3 separate regions of the Mus musculus genome follow, and regions 2 and 3 are each linked to region 1. The links are chromatin contacts, called in public HiChIP or PLAC-seq and promoter capture Hi-C maps. All regions are on one chromosome and are shown on one strand. The core of a region is the stretch at or near the end of the contact, and the rest is flanking DNA. Distances in the headings are between cores, read along the strand shown. Region 1 holds the start of Rgl3 (ral guanine nucleotide dissociation stimulator-like 3). Region 2 holds the start of Tyk2 (tyrosine kinase 2). Region 3 holds the start of Slc44a2 (solute carrier family 44, member 2).

Region 1 (4,767 bases), core at 1,206-3,705:
TAGCCAGGCAGTCTAGCCAAATGGGTGAGTTCCGGGTTCAAGAAGAAACCTTGTCTCCAATCCTAAGAGACAGCAATAGAGGAAGACACCTAGTATTGTCTCTGCCTTCCACATTCATGTGCACACATGTGCATGTACACCCACACACATGAACACATGCATAGACCACAGGAAGGAAGGAAGGAAGGAAGGAAGGAAGGAAGGAAGGAAGGAAGGAAGGAAGGAAGGAAGGAGAAGGAAGGAGGGAGGGAGGGAGGAAGGGAGGAAGGGAGGGAGAGAGGGAGGGAGGGAGGGAGGGAGGGAGGGAGGGAGGGAGGGAGGGAGGGAAGAGAGTTTTGTCCAAGAGCTGGGGGGTGTGGCTCAGGGGTATAACGTTTGCACAAAAGTCTGAGTTTATTCCCAAGCACCAAAATAAATAAATAAAATGTATTCGGGGTCTGTCATTTGGAGCTGGGCAGGTGGTATTCTCTCAGAATGTCACCTGAATTGACTGTCCCTTACCTGACCAAGCCAGTCGCTTTTCCTCCTCTGTCTGCTCTCCCTTAGCCTCCTTCAAGAAATCTTCTAGAAGTTTCTCTGCTTCCCTGGCTTCTGCCCCTCCTGGGGCTGCCCAGCCCAAAAAGATTCGGACATTGCCTAGGTTCTGATGATCAGGGGGATCCCGGAAGTCCTGAGGATGATTTCGCAGCCAAGAACCCAGCACCGAAACTACAGCCCTGAACAGAGGGGTGTGTGGCTCAAAATTGAGTCCAAGGATCTAAACGTTCCCAACCTTGCAGTCGTCAGACCCGACCTTGAGATCCCTCCCCCACGCTCCCTTGGGTCGAGGGTGTGGACGGGAATGGAAACCGACCTCAGGTTCTTGCTGAAGTTCAGATCTTGTCCCTCTGTCCTCTTGCTGTCTACCCTGGGAAGAAAGCCTCTATCAGATGGGAACAGAGCTATAGGGCGTTAGGACCTCGGTTCTAAATTTGAGGTGTATGTGTGTGTGCGCAGGTAGATGGGGTTCTGGGGATGGGGACATGCGGGTCTCCTGAAAATGACTGACCCAGCAGGAGGTGGTGGCGGCGGCGGTGGCGGGGGTAGCAGAAAACCCAAAACGCGGGCTGTGGGTACAAAGGCCCGGTGGGTGGCCAGGAAGGCAGGCACGAAGCCAGGATCCTGCTCGCGGTCTCCGGACACCAACTCATGCACCAGCCGCTCCAGTCGGGCGGCCCTCAGCGCCCGCACCTTGCTGGTTCGGTAATGAAGGAAGGTGTCGGTAGCCGGGATGGGGGTCTGCGGGGGAGTGGGGCAGTGAATGAAATAAGGTGAGGAGCGTTCCAAGCACCTTGTTTCCAATTATACCCATCTCTGGCACTTTTTTTGGGGGGGTGTGACTGTGTCCTTTTCTGAAACTCCGAGACTCCCTAAATATACACCAATCATGCAATGCTCACATCAACCCCGCAGGACACCCCACTACTCTAGCACTTCCCTCTGTGCCCTCCTCACCCCGCCACCCCAGGCTTCAGGCAGTTTTGCAGCCAAGCTTCACTGGCCAAGCCTGAGTCCCACCCATCACCACCTGGCCGCTCCTCCGTTCTGCTTTCCTGCACCCTGCCGGTCAGTTTCGCCTTTGGGGGGAGCGCTATCACCTGGCCCCACCCCGTTTCCTGGATTCAAACCAAGTCACCTGGCCGCCCCCAGGCCCTTTCCACACACCTGGTCGCCTCTTAGCTCCGCCCTTCCTCCTGGCCCCGTAGTTCTAGGGAGGCTCACCCTCAGCTCTCCAGCTTCCCCCTCTCCTCCCAACTCCCAGGCCCCTGAGCTGAGTCCGCCCTCACTTGCTCGCCTCAGTCCCTTCCTCACCTGGCCTTCTCCAGACCTCTCTGGGGTCGAGCGCTGGCTGCGCTGCCGCCGCAGGGAGACGCTGTACACGGCGCCATCCTCGGTCTCCTCGCCCCAGTCCTGCAGCGGCGCCTGGATGTGGAGGCGGGCTCAGGGAAGTCCCTCCGGCTTCAGCCCCCTGCCTTTATGTTTGGCCCACTTTCCCGAACAGAGTATTCAAGACTCGGGGTGGGATCCCAGGTCTTCGCCACGGATACCCTTCTCCCAGGTCTTGAGTGGATGGAGTATCATTTGGGGATATCCCAGAGTCCAATGTCACAAAGAATCTGTCACCTCCTCCTGAGATTCCTCAGACCCCCGTCCCCATCCCCCAAACTAGCCGCTTCACGGGGTCAGGAACTCTGAATCCCCAAATGGGGACTCCAAGGCACATCCATTTTGCAGAAAGATTAGAAAACGAGGGGCGGTCGCCTGGAGTTTCTGAATCTGGGGGTACACTAGGGACGTGGGGTCCGAGGATCCCCAGCTTCCTCTTACCAGGGCCAGCTCTTTGCCCGCTGTCCTCTCCATGGCCCCGGTGCCCGTCCTGCTCCCTGGCGCCGCTGAGTGAAGCGGAAGGGCCAGCGGGCAGTGGGGCGGGGCAGCCGAGCGTCCAGTCGTGGGGCGGGGCTGGGCAAGGCGGTCCCACAATTCCAGAGGTCCCCAGCCGGACCCCATCCCCGCACCCAGGCTAGCCTAGAAGTCCCGTTCCTTCCCAGAAGTGCGGGTCAATCTGTCACTCAGACATATGGGTGCAGGGGACACGACAACAGGTCTGTGTCCCTGGGAGGGAAGTGCTTTATACTAGGTTGGGGTTGATCAATCCCAGGTGTCGAGGGTGTCTCCTATGTCTGGAGGAGAAGGAGGGCACACTGAATCTGTACCATAGGTGATGGAAGCCATGCCATCTCAGGCTAGAAGCCGCGAAGTGTCTGTGGCCCTGCATTTTGTGGGGGCAGCCTTTTGGGGGCGGTGCAGGGTCAAAAAGAGGTGAATACCCAGGGGGTTGTTCAGTGACCTTTATTGCGCGATTCCGAGGCGGGCACCAACCCGCCTCGAGAGATTTACTGTGGGAACTTCTGGCTCGGCCTTTTCTCTCCTCCGGGCGCTGCTGGCCTGCGGTGCTCCCTGCTTGAGCTTCCTCCAAGCCCTTGAAGGAGCCTCCGGGGCTCCCAGACACACACCACCCGTAGGTGGACCCAGAGGGTCGGAGGGCTCCCTAGAGTCCCGGAGGCATCCGATAGGACTTGACTGCGAGTCTAAGATCTGCGCAACCTATTGCGCTTCTTGCTGCGGGCTTCGATTAACTTCTGGGAACGGAGCTTGAAGGCAGCGCGGGTCACCACATCACGGTCATCATCCTCACTCTCCTCTTCATCTACAGAGAGAGGCAGGGGTGGGTGATGGGGAGGGTGAGGGACCGTTTCTTTTTCCCTTCCCAGCCTTCGCCACACCATGCACCTCCTCCTTGGCCTTGACTTAAGGCCACCTCGCGCCCCTCCCATTCATCCCCCTTTGGCCCACACTGACCAAAGAACTTGTCCTTGACACTGGCGACGGGCAGAAGGATGCGGGTGTTGTATAGGGGCAGCTTTCCTTCTAGCGTGGCCAGGAACTGCGGGGGGGGGGGGTAGGGGGAGGCCGGAGAGAGATGTGGGATGGCAGTGAGGCTCTGTTCCACCTCCGTGCACCTTACATTGAGTTTCTACCGGATTCTAGGTGGAGATCACTGCCCACCCTTCGCTGCCTGGTTTCGGAGGCCCTGCCACCTGAGATCCACCCAGTCCAGGCTTCGCTACTCTGGTTATGAAGCTCACGCCCATTCAGCACCTGTTTCCTATGTCAGTCTGCTCTCTGATTTTCGACCCTCCCTCCCCCACCCCCACCCCCACCCCCTGCCTTGGTCCCCACTGGCCGCGGAGGATGTGTGTGAACCTCTCGGTCTGCTATGTGTCGCAGCAACTCAGGCACGTCCTGGCTCTCCAGTTGGTCCTGCAGTTTCAGCAGCTTTTCCTGGACAACTACCAGCAGATTGTAAGCGTAGTCCTCTGAGTCCCGGTCTAACTTCTTTCCTGCCAATACCGTATCATCCTGTGGTGGGGACGGGCCAAGTTAGCTGAGAGATACCGTGCACCTAGGTGGGGACACGATTCACCCAACAAGTGGGCTTTCATAGCTTTGAGGTGCGTGTCTACCACTACTGGGCAGGGCCTCTAAAATGAAAACCTAGCCTTGAGGGTGGAATCTTTGAATCTGAGCTACATGGAGGTCTCTTTGAGATTAATGACACGACCTAGGCCAGTGTGAGGGTGGTTTTCTGAAGAAATGGAGCTCTTGTGGACAAAGTGGGACCTTCTTCACCCAGGGCCGCACCGCCCCATAGACATGGGACACCTGAGTTGGGCTGATGGTTGCCCATTAGAGTCAGAGTTTGAGACTGAGCAAAAGAGGACTTCCCCCGGAATGTAGGACCAAGACAGCGATGCATGGTGTGGAACTTTGCATTCTGGGCAGGAGACAGGGCTGGGAGCCTATGGCTTGTGTGGCATCTTTATGCCAACTGCGCTGACGCTCTGGGAGGACATGGGCAGGGCTGCCAGGCATGGATTAGGGCTTTCAATGTGGAAGAGGTTCTGCAGTGGGGCCTCCCAGGGACAGTGTCCATTGGGGTGGAGCTCCTTGGGGTGGGGCCTCCCCGGGGCGGAGCATCAATGGGGGTTATTTAAAAGGGCGGGGCCTACCAGTTTTACGTGACTCAGTTTGTTGGCCAAATGCTCCAAGCAATCTTTGACCAACTGGAGGATTCGCGAGGTGTGCTCCAGTCTCTCGTGGACATCATTGTGACGCTGCTCCTCCTTCTTGAATGTCTTTTGCATCTCTTCGTGGAGCCTCCGCTGG
Region 2 (4,767 bases), core at 1,436-3,935, 860 kb before region 1:
ACCTCAGGCAGTGCACTTAACCTCTCTGGTCCTCCATTTCCCCAGGTGAAGAAAAGATGTTGAGACGGTTGCTACGGAAAGATCTTCCAACCTGGTCCTGCATGGTACTGTGTCAGCAGGACCTGAATTAAGACAGGAATAACAACAACCAAATATGACACAAAGAGAATCTGCTGCATGCGGAGGAGCTGAGTGCAGGCAGCATGCCTCCTGCATGCACTATGTCCTAGGCTCCACCCCCTGACCACCAAAAAGCAGTACTACATTTTGGGGTCAGAGATGGCTCAGCAGGTAAAGGGACCAGTGACTAAACTCACAATCTGGGCTTAATGCCTTTAACTCACACAATGGAAGGACAGAATGCTCTGAGCTGTCCTCCACTTATGCTGCATAAGTACACACATGCACACACACACACACACACACACACACACACAGATAACTTAATTATGTCATGAACTTCACCACTTCCACTTTCCCTTCAGCACCCCAGATCCACCCCTGTAAGAGGAGACGGGGGCTGCTCTGACTCCCTTGGGGGTACTCACAGGGGTCCTCCACATTTAAGGGACAAGGTTCCACATGCATACGCCTTTAATCCTGGCACTCTGGGGGCAGAGGCAGGTGGATCTGAGTTCAAGGCCAGTCTGGTCTACACAGTGAGTTCCAAAACACCTGGGATTACACAAAGAAACCCTGTTTCATAAAAACAAAACATAGCTGGGCATGGTGGCGCACGCCTTTAATCCCAGCACTCGGGAGGCAGAGGCAGGAAGATTTCTGAGTTCAAGGCCAGCCTGGTATACAAAGTGAGTTCCAGGACAGCCAGGGCTACACAGAGAAACCCTGTCTGGAAAAACCAAAAACCAAAAAAAAAAACAAAACCAAAACAAAAAAAGAAAACCCAGAAAAAAAAAAAAAACAAACCAAAAACGTATGAACATGGTGATGTGTGTGCATGTACATAGTGTGCACATGTGTGCATGTTATAGGTGTATATATTCCTGTTGTACCCATGTGTGTGCAGGCATATGTGTACATGACATGTATGTACGTACATAAATTATGTGTGTTTAGATAATATATACAAGTGCATGTGTATAGGCATATGTGTGCATCTCACATGTGTGTGTATGATGCATGGATGTGTGTATAGTGCATGAATGTGTATAGGGAAATATGTACATGCATATGTATGTGTGTGCATGCACAGTGTATACATGTGTGTGCACCTGAGTGTGAAAGTCAGCTTCGGCCAGAAGTGGACATTAGGTCCTTCCTCTATTACTTTCTACTTTTTAAATGCTTTTTCAAACATGGTTTCTCTGTGTAGCCCTGGATATCCTGGAACTTACTCTGTAGACCAGGCTGGCCTCAACCTCAGAGATCTGCCTGCCTCTGCCTCCCAAGTGCTGGGACTAAAGGAATACACCATGACTGCCTGGCTTCCACACTTATAATAAGTGTGAACATTGTGCCTACATGTTTGTCTGTACCTCATATGTTCCTGGTACCGATGGAGGCCAGAAGATGGGGTAAGATCCCCTGGAACTGGAGTTATATATGGTTGAGAGCTGCCATGTGGGTGCTGGGAACTAAATCTAGGTCCTCTGTGTTAACAGTGACTGTAACCCTGAGTCGTTTCTCCTACTCCTTTACCTTATTTTTTGAGGCATGGTATTACTAAACCAAGGTCACTGTTCTGGCTGGGCTGTCTTGGGAGCCCCTAAGAGCTTCCTGTCTCCATCCCCTAGTGCTGGAGTGACATGCCTGCTGCCACACTCCGGTTTCTGTGAGTGTTGGGATTCAAACTTGGGTCCTTATGTTAGCAGGCACTTTTCCAACTGAGGGAACATCCATTCATCCTTTATGTTATGATTTTGATGTTGGTCCAACAGTGTAGCCCAGGCTATCCTGGAACTCACACTGTAGCTCACACTGGTCTCCAAAGCATGGTGGTCCTTTTGCCTCAGTATTCTAAATGCAGGAATAATGCACTATACTCAACATCACACACACACAATTTTAATTTTGAGGCAGCATTTTACAATAGAGCTCACAGCAATCCCTCTGCCTCTGCCTCCTCAGTGTTGGACTCGGAGGCAGATAGGTCAGCAAGCCCAACCTTGAGCCCACCAGCCTTAGTAATTTATGTGACTGTAGGCGCACCTACATACAGTCAGATCTGCCTGTAAAGGAGGCTGGGGCCAGTGTCTATCTCAAAGGCAAGAGAGAAAGCGTCTGGCACACAGTAAGCGGTTAATAGTTGTGGACCGTATCTATTCCTGTTCAGGGCGCCATCCTGGGGACATGGGCTTTTAAGAGAACTCCCTTCCTCCTTCCTGGATCGTCTCAAAAATTCAGGTTTAGCTTTGAAGACGAAATCCAGGTAGTTTGTACTTGCAGAAACTGCATCTCTCCGCACCGACTGTCCGAAAACTTGCCTACCTATCTGGCCCAGGCAATAACTGCACTGTGCACTCTCCAGGTAACCCACCAGTCTCACTCTGGGGCAGTGTTAATGCAGGCAAGTCCCAAGCCTCCTCGCTGCCAGCTTCCCACAGCGGACCCTCTGCACTCACCGTTTCCGGAGTACTCAGGCTTGGGACCCTGGACCCCGCCCCACTGCCTCGGGGAGCCGCTGGAAGTCCACCGCCTACGCGCCACTTGCCATTGGCTACCTGAAGTGCGCATGCCTTTGGCTGCGGTCCGTCCCACCCAGTTTACGGTCCTACATCCCTATTGGTCATTGTACGAGAACAGCGGCGTTCCGAATGTTGATGGTGAGGGATTATTTTAGTCGTGATTTGTTGGCGTGGCAAGCGGAACTGAGGAGGCCTCTACGATTGGACGTCGAAGGTGAGGGCGGAAACGCAGAGGAGGGCTGCAGGGCCGGGCGGAAAAGTGAGGTCTGTAGGCGAAGGACCTGGAACCCTCATTGCCTAGGCTTCTGCCCGTCGGCCTACACCAGGGTATCGCGGCTGCAGAGTCACCCAGGCTTGAGGCTCCCAGTGCTATCCCTACACATCCAACCTCTCCCATCACCACCCCTTTTAAAATACCGTATCCCAAGCCCCACCCCCCAAGCTTTCCTTGAACAGTCTTTGGTGAATAGGCTGTAGCTCAGTGCTTGCAATTAAGTGTGAAGACACATGCCTGTAGTCTCAGCACTTGAGTGGAAAAGAAAGCTCAGAAGAGATGGCTCAGAGGTTAAGAACACTGACTGCTCTTCCAGAGGTCCTGAGTTCAATTCCCAGCAACCACATGGTGGCTCACAACCATCTGTAATGGGATCCGATGCCCTCTAATGATGTGTCTGAAGACGCGACAGTGTACTCAAATACATAAAATAAATAATTTTTTTAAAAAAAAAGTTCAATGCCATCCTCTCTACTTTGAGTTGGGGCGAGATTTGAGAACGACATAGGCTGTATGAGACCCAGTTTTTGTTTTTGTTTAAAGATTTATTCAAGACGGGCAGTGGTTGCACATGCCTGTAATCCCAGCACTCGGGAGGCAGAGGCAGGCGGATCTCTGAGTTTGAAGCCAGCCTGGTCTACAGAGTGTGTTCTAGGACAGCAAGGACTACACAGAGAAATCCTGTCTCGAGAAACCAAAAAAAAAAAAAAAAAAAAAAATATTCATTGTTATATGTAGGAAGACTGTAGATGTCTTCAGACACACGGGAAGAGAGCATCAGGTCTTGTTAAGGATGTGTGCCACCTTGTGGTTGCCTGGATTTGAACTCCTGTCAATCAGCAGCCTATGCCTCCCTGCCTGTTGCCCATTTCCGAGGCTCTCCAAATATGTTTCCTTTAACTTCATTGACTTTTGTCCCTAGTCCAGATCTATATTAGTACGGTTCCACTCGGCCGGTGCACACCATCCATGAATCAGAAGCAGATTGCAAACTGCTCCAGAGATGATCTACACCGCACCAGACCCAAGCAGCCCTACAAACCAGAAAGCCCTGGACCTGCTAAAAACTAACGTGAGCCCAGGCGCCCAGCAAATGAGACTGTCCCTTCAGCTGGGTCGGCAAATCATACGCTTGTGGTGAATGCCTCACTGCCCTAATTTCCTCCCCTACTCTGGCTAACAGACCAGCCTCCCTGGGCTGTGACAGGGAGTCCTAATTTCACCAGAAAGTAGTTACAGAGCAGAGAGCATAACCCCTTCTCCTCAACAAAGTGCTGGGGTGCTCGATACCAGGAAACTCCCTGGTAAAGGAAACAAAATGGTGACTTTGTTTTGTTTTTTTCCCCTTTAAGATTTATTTATTTATTTATTTATTTATTTAGTGTATGTGAGTACACTGTAGCTGTCTTCAGACACACCAGAAGAGGGTGTCATCTCATTATGGGTGGTTGCTGGGATTTGAACTCAGGACCTTTGGAAGAGCAATCAGTGCTCTTACGCACTGAGCCAGCTTGCAAGCTCTATTATTCTTAATCATGATTCCTGCCTCTCTGTCTGTCTTTTGAGAAAGGGTTTCTCTGTGTGACCCTGGCTGTCCTTGAAGTCAGACTCACCTGCCACTGCCTCCTGAGTGCTGAGATTAAAGGCGTGCGCCACCACTGGCTGCTCTAGAAACTTTTCTATTGCTGTGATAAAACACCATGACCAAGGCAGTTCACAGAAGGCAAGTTTATTTGGGGCTTAGGGTTTCAGAGGGGAGGAATTCACCACCATGATGGCTTAAAGCACAGAGGAAAGCCCCAGGCATGCGGCTGGTAGAGCTGTGAAGTAACATCTGTAACCACAGGC
Region 3 (4,767 bases), core at 1,010-3,509, 670 kb before region 1:
GCCTCCATTACAGTCGTAAAGTTCTCTGTAAGGAAAAAAAAAAAAAAAAAAAAAAACAAGTGGAGATGTAGGAGCATGGAGATCCTTGTGCTCACAGAGAAACAACCTGGAATGTTAAACACACGGGATGTTCCTTCACAGAAAGGGATACAAGGGCTGCAGGACTTGTTATCAGCACAGCAGGCCAGGAGAAGATGTGACCTTTGCACTACCCGTGTGACCTCTCCAAAACCACACTGGATCCTCCCCCAGGCCAACATCAAGAGCTTGGGGATGGCTCTATGTGGCTCAGGCTCTCCTGAAACCAGCTATATACATAGCCAAGGATGGCCTAGAAGTCCTGCACGCCATGCTAGGTTCTTCTATGCCTCCTTCCACGGCCCACAGAGCTCCCAACTAGACTACCAGACACCCTTGCGACTCCTCTCCTCCTCTCTTCTCTCCTCTCTTCCTTTTCTCTCCTTCTTTCTTTTTCTTAGCTGGGGATAGACCTAGCCTTACACATGCTAGGCCAAATGCTCTACCACAAAGCCACACCCGCTTCCCTTCCTCTATTTTAAGCATTTTCCATTTTAACTGTCTCTTTTAATTTTGGGGGGCGGGAGGGGAGTTTCAAGACAGGGTTTCTCTGTGTAGTCCTGGATGTCCTAGGCCTCACTCTGGAGACCAGGGTGGGCTCCAACTCAGGGATCCACTTGTCTTTACCTCCTGAGTGTGCCACCACCATCCGGCTCTTTTCCGGTTTTGTTTTTGTTTTTGTTTTTGTTTTTGTTTTTGTTTTTTTTGAGACAGGGTTTCTCTGTATAGCCCTGGCAGTCCTGGAACTCACTTTATAGACCAGGCTGGACTCAAACTCAGAAATCTGCCTGCTTGCTTCTGCCTCCAGAGTGCTGGAATTAAAGGTGTGTGCCACCATTGCCCAGCAACTTCTAAGGTTGCTTTTTTTCTTTTCTTTTCTTTTCTTTTTTTTTCTTTCTGTTTTTATCGAGACAGGGTTTCTCTGTATAGCCCTGGCTGTCTTGGAACTCATTTTGTAGACCAGGCTGGCCTCGAACTCAGAAATCTGCCTGCCTTTGCCTCCCAAGTGCTGGGATCAAAGGCGTGCCCCACCACGCCTGGCTTAGGTTAACCATTCTTTATTTTCTCAAGATTTATTTCTTTATTGTATATAATAGTGTTCTGCTTGCATATATGCCTGCATGCCAGAAGAGGGCACCAGATCTCATTATATATTGTTGTGAACCACCATGTGGCTGCTGGGAATTGAACTCAGGTCCTCTGAAAGACAGGATCTGGAAGAGAGCAGGCAGTGCTCTTAACCTCTGAGACATCGCTCCAGCCCTAATCATTGTTATTCTAGAACTTATTTTAGATCATGTCTGTCAACATTTCAAACCTTCCACTGATCAAAGAAAATTTTTGTTTATTGAGACTGGGTCTCACGTACCCCAGGCTGTCCTCAAACTCCTGTGTAGCTAAGGCTAGCCTGGAACTACTGTGCCTCCTTCTTCATCTCCCAAGTGCTGGAATGATAGGTGTTTTTCAAAACTACCTTTTAAGGTTGGACATGGTGGCATACACCTTTAAACCCCACACTCAGAGATAGAGGCATGGGTATCTCTCTTAGTCTGGTCTACATAGCAACTTTCAGGATAGCTAGGACCCCAGGGAGGCTCAGTCTCAAAATAATAATAATAATAATAATAATAATAATAATAATAATAAAGGAGATCCTGCAGCTTCTGCCTCCCCAGTGCTGGGATTGGAAGATTAAAGTCGTAAACCTCCTACCCAGAGGCCCAGGGACATGCCACTCCTTCTCTTTTATTCCTTTCTGACTTGTGTTCAAACTCTCAAAATCTTACCAATAGGATGAATGAGCACATGACAACTTTTTCTGCATCCCTAGCTCAGTCAGCGCTCAGTACCTGGACAAAGAATGACTTGCTGAGCGGTGGTTGAGCACACCTTTAATCCCAGTATTTGAGGCAGACAGATCTCTTGAGTTCCAGGCCAGCCGTGTTACAGAGTTCCGGTACATCCAGGGCTGCACAGAGAAACCCTGTCTAAAAACAAAACAAAAACAAACCCACAAAACCCAAAACAACAACAACAAAAAGAATGACTGACCAGCAGATGCAACACACTAATTGTCCACAGAGAGAGCGGACTGGAAACCAGAAGGTGGCTGCCCCCCAACGCCCCTCCCTGGGCACGCCCCTAAGGGGCGGGGCTGTCTTGGGCGTGCGCGCTGGGGGCGGTGTCAGGCGGGGCAGGGCGGGGCCAGCAGCGCGCGGTGTCTCCCGCCCGCTTGGGTTGGGGTCGCGCTGGCTTCGGACTCAGCTCTCCTCGGTTGAGGCCATGGAGGACGATCGGAAGGACGCAGTCTATGGTAGGAGTAGCCTCCGGCCTGTAGGTCGCCTGTGCTGACTTGGGAAGGAGGGGGTTTTGAGGAAGGGCAACATCTGAGAGCCTTAAAACAAAACACTCGTGGCTGCAGGCAGTACGAAGGCCCTTCTGTCCGCGTCCTCAGGCCTCTGCATCCCGCGCTGGCTCAGCCGGAGCTCTTGGCCCTAGCCCAGGTTGTCCCCCGTGTCTCTTTTCGGGGATCTTCAAGCTTACTCCCTTCCTGAGCGATGAGCCGGGACTTATGGCGCATGCTCCTCGCCTGGAGGTCCCGTTATCTGGGAGAATTAGGTGATGGGCGGGGGAGGGGATGCGAGGCGATCTTAGCTTGGGGTGTGGGCAAGAATGGGGCCCGACCTCGCCACATGTCCCGTCTCCTTAAGACCCAAGTGTCCTCCACATCTTCGCCATTTACATCCAGAATAGCGACTCCAAGCTTAGTACTAGATGGGGAAACTGAGGCAAGGCTGAAGAGTCCCGTATAACTGGAATTAGGTGCCTAATGCGACAGGGAAGGTCAGAGACGAGGCGGGCAGGCGGGGAGCAATGCAGAAACTTTCCCTGCCTGTGCTGATTGTTGCAGGTGCCTGTAATTTTAAGGGTTCCAGGAGACCCGGACCTCAGTAAGGCCTGAGGTGGCCTTAGCCACTTGGAGCTGGGGGTGGGGCCAAGATGCGGATTTCTCACCCTACCCGACTCCGGGTTCCCACGGACTGGGTGTTGAACTCTGAGCCTCCTTCCTCTTATCTATTTTAGGTTCCTTGGGCCTAAATCGGCCACAAGCCTTAAGAGGCATAGCTGAGACTCTGGCAGAGGGGCTCTATCCCTCCCCCTGATATACCACTTTGTGTGACTGGAACTTCCTGGAAACTGCTAGACTCTAGAGTCTTGGGGAGGGGGCCGGAAATGGTTCAAAAATAACTAGAAAAGCAAGTAGGCTCTCTGCCTTCCTCCTCTTTCCTGGGTCTGTGCGGTCCAGGGGGAGGAAAAAAAAAGAATAGACAGGTCCCAGAGGCTGTGACACACCCTTCCTGGCCTAAAGGAAGGTAGCAAGACCTAGCCTTTCAGGGCTCTCCCAGCTTGAAGTTGCCAGCCCCCAGACCACTAGAAGGTCTGAAGCCCCAGGCTCTTGGGTTGCTGTGCAACTATTGAGTGCTTCTGGCTGTCTCTGGTGTGGGATTCTTGGTCTGGGAGCCTGAGTATGCTTGGGTATCACACCTGAGAGAATCTTTGGTCTTCTCGAGGTCTGTTTGAAATAAAAGTGGGGCAGAATGAGCGTGGATATTATTTTACCTGGCTTCAATTTGTCCAAAGGGTGGAACTTTTTTTGCGGGGAGAGGCAGAGGGGGGCTGTACATTGTGTTGCGATGGAAATCGGAGACTCATGCATGGCGCATGGTCAGTAAGCCGTGGGTTTGAAGCTAGAACCCTGGCTCATGTTTAGCAAGAACTGGAATCTAGATGGGGTCGCTCATGCTCAGAAAGCACTGGTGTTTATGTGTGGGTGGGGCTGGAACCCAGGGCTTCTACAAGCGCTGAGACTGAAACTCAAGGCAACACGCATGCTCAGTGGGTAGTAGGGCCTGGAAGCCTGGAAGCCTCAGTCGTGTTCAGCAAGTGATTGGCCTAGATCCCACTCTGCTGCTAAGCCCCCAACCCCCCAGCCCCAGGCCCCCAGGAATTTAACGAACCTTTCTCAGGCAAAGGTCTGACTGGGAACGCAGCAGTCCACCGAGGAGAGAAAGGCGTAGACCGCCAGAAGGACCAGTGAGAACATGTAATTGTAGGTTGTTAAGGTTGTAGAGCAACGGACAAGATGCTATGTGTGAAAGAGCCACTAGGGTCTATTTTAAGAAATGAAGGTTTTAAGAAATGAAGGTTGGCGTGTGCCGGCCGGGTGAGATGATTGAGACACGTGTGTTCCAGGCAGAAGGAAAGCATAATATTTTTCTCTATGAGACTCAGGAGCCTGTGAAGGAGGATCTACCTGGCTTCCAGAGCCACACCACCTCCTCCAGGCGGACCACCCTGCTTGACTGCAAATGGAAATTTTCTGTTCTCTCTTTTTTTCTCTCTCTTTTCCTTTTTTCCTTCCATCCTTACTTTCTCCCTCCCTCATTTCTTCCCTTCCTCCCTTTCTTCCTTATGGATACTGAGGTTTAAACGTAGGCCTCATAGGCCTCGAGCATACACATTCTTGAGGTAGATGTAGCTCAGACAGCCTTGACCTGAGTCATCCTATCTTTGTACCTCGGACCTCAGCCTTTTTTTTTTTTTTTTTTTTTTTTTTTTTTTTTGGTTTTTCGAGACAGGGTTTCTCTGTGTAGTCCTGGCTGTCCTGGAACTTACTTTGTAGACCAG

The links. Promoter capture Hi-C pulls out the DNA fragments that hold promoters and counts their contacts. HiChIP or PLAC-seq counts read pairs in DNA pulled down with a chosen protein or histone mark.
Region 2: a contact with region 1 is called in an H3K4me3 HiChIP or PLAC-seq map of bone marrow-derived macrophages, with 4 times the contacts expected there. The contact joins the promoter of Tyk2 here to the promoter of Rgl3 in region 1.
Region 3: a contact with region 1 is called in a promoter capture Hi-C map of liver, with 3 times the contacts expected there. The contact joins the promoter of Slc44a2 here to the promoter of Rgl3 in region 1. A contact is called at or near these places in 2 of 39 promoter capture datasets (liver and pre-B cells).

Annotation. Positions count from the first base shown.
Region 1 is chr9:21,986,998-21,991,764 of GRCm38.p6, forward strand. Rgl3 (ral guanine nucleotide dissociation stimulator-like 3) reads right to left here and starts at 2,456. Exons shown (of 19, transcript NM_023622.4): 1 at 2,368-2,456; 2 at 1,852-1,962; 3 at 1,049-1,278; 4 at 854-907; 5 at 502-716. The coding sequence starts at 2,400. Ccdc151 (coiled-coil domain containing 151) reads right to left here. Exons shown (of 13, transcript NM_029939.3): 10 at 4,611-4,767; 11 at 3,805-3,960; 12 at 3,400-3,484; 13 at 2,874-3,247. The coding sequence ends at 3,129. It overlaps Gm36414 (a long non-coding RNA gene), which reads left to right and starts at 2,499. Exons shown (of 2, transcript XR_379185.4): 1 at 2,499-2,642; 2 at 3,589-3,711.
Region 2 is chr9:21,128,590-21,133,356 of GRCm38.p6, forward strand. Tyk2 (tyrosine kinase 2) reads right to left here and starts at 2,686. Exons shown (of 25, transcript NM_018793.2): 1 at 2,583-2,686; 2 at 1-122.
Region 3 is chr9:21,318,460-21,323,226 of GRCm38.p6, forward strand. Slc44a2 (solute carrier family 44, member 2) reads left to right here and starts at 2,260. Exons shown (of 23, transcript NM_001359227.1): 1 at 2,260-2,392. The coding sequence starts at 2,362. It overlaps Gm39302 (predicted gene, 39302), which reads right to left and starts at 2,655. Exons shown (of 2, transcript NR_166671.1): 1 at 2,131-2,655; 2 at 1-25.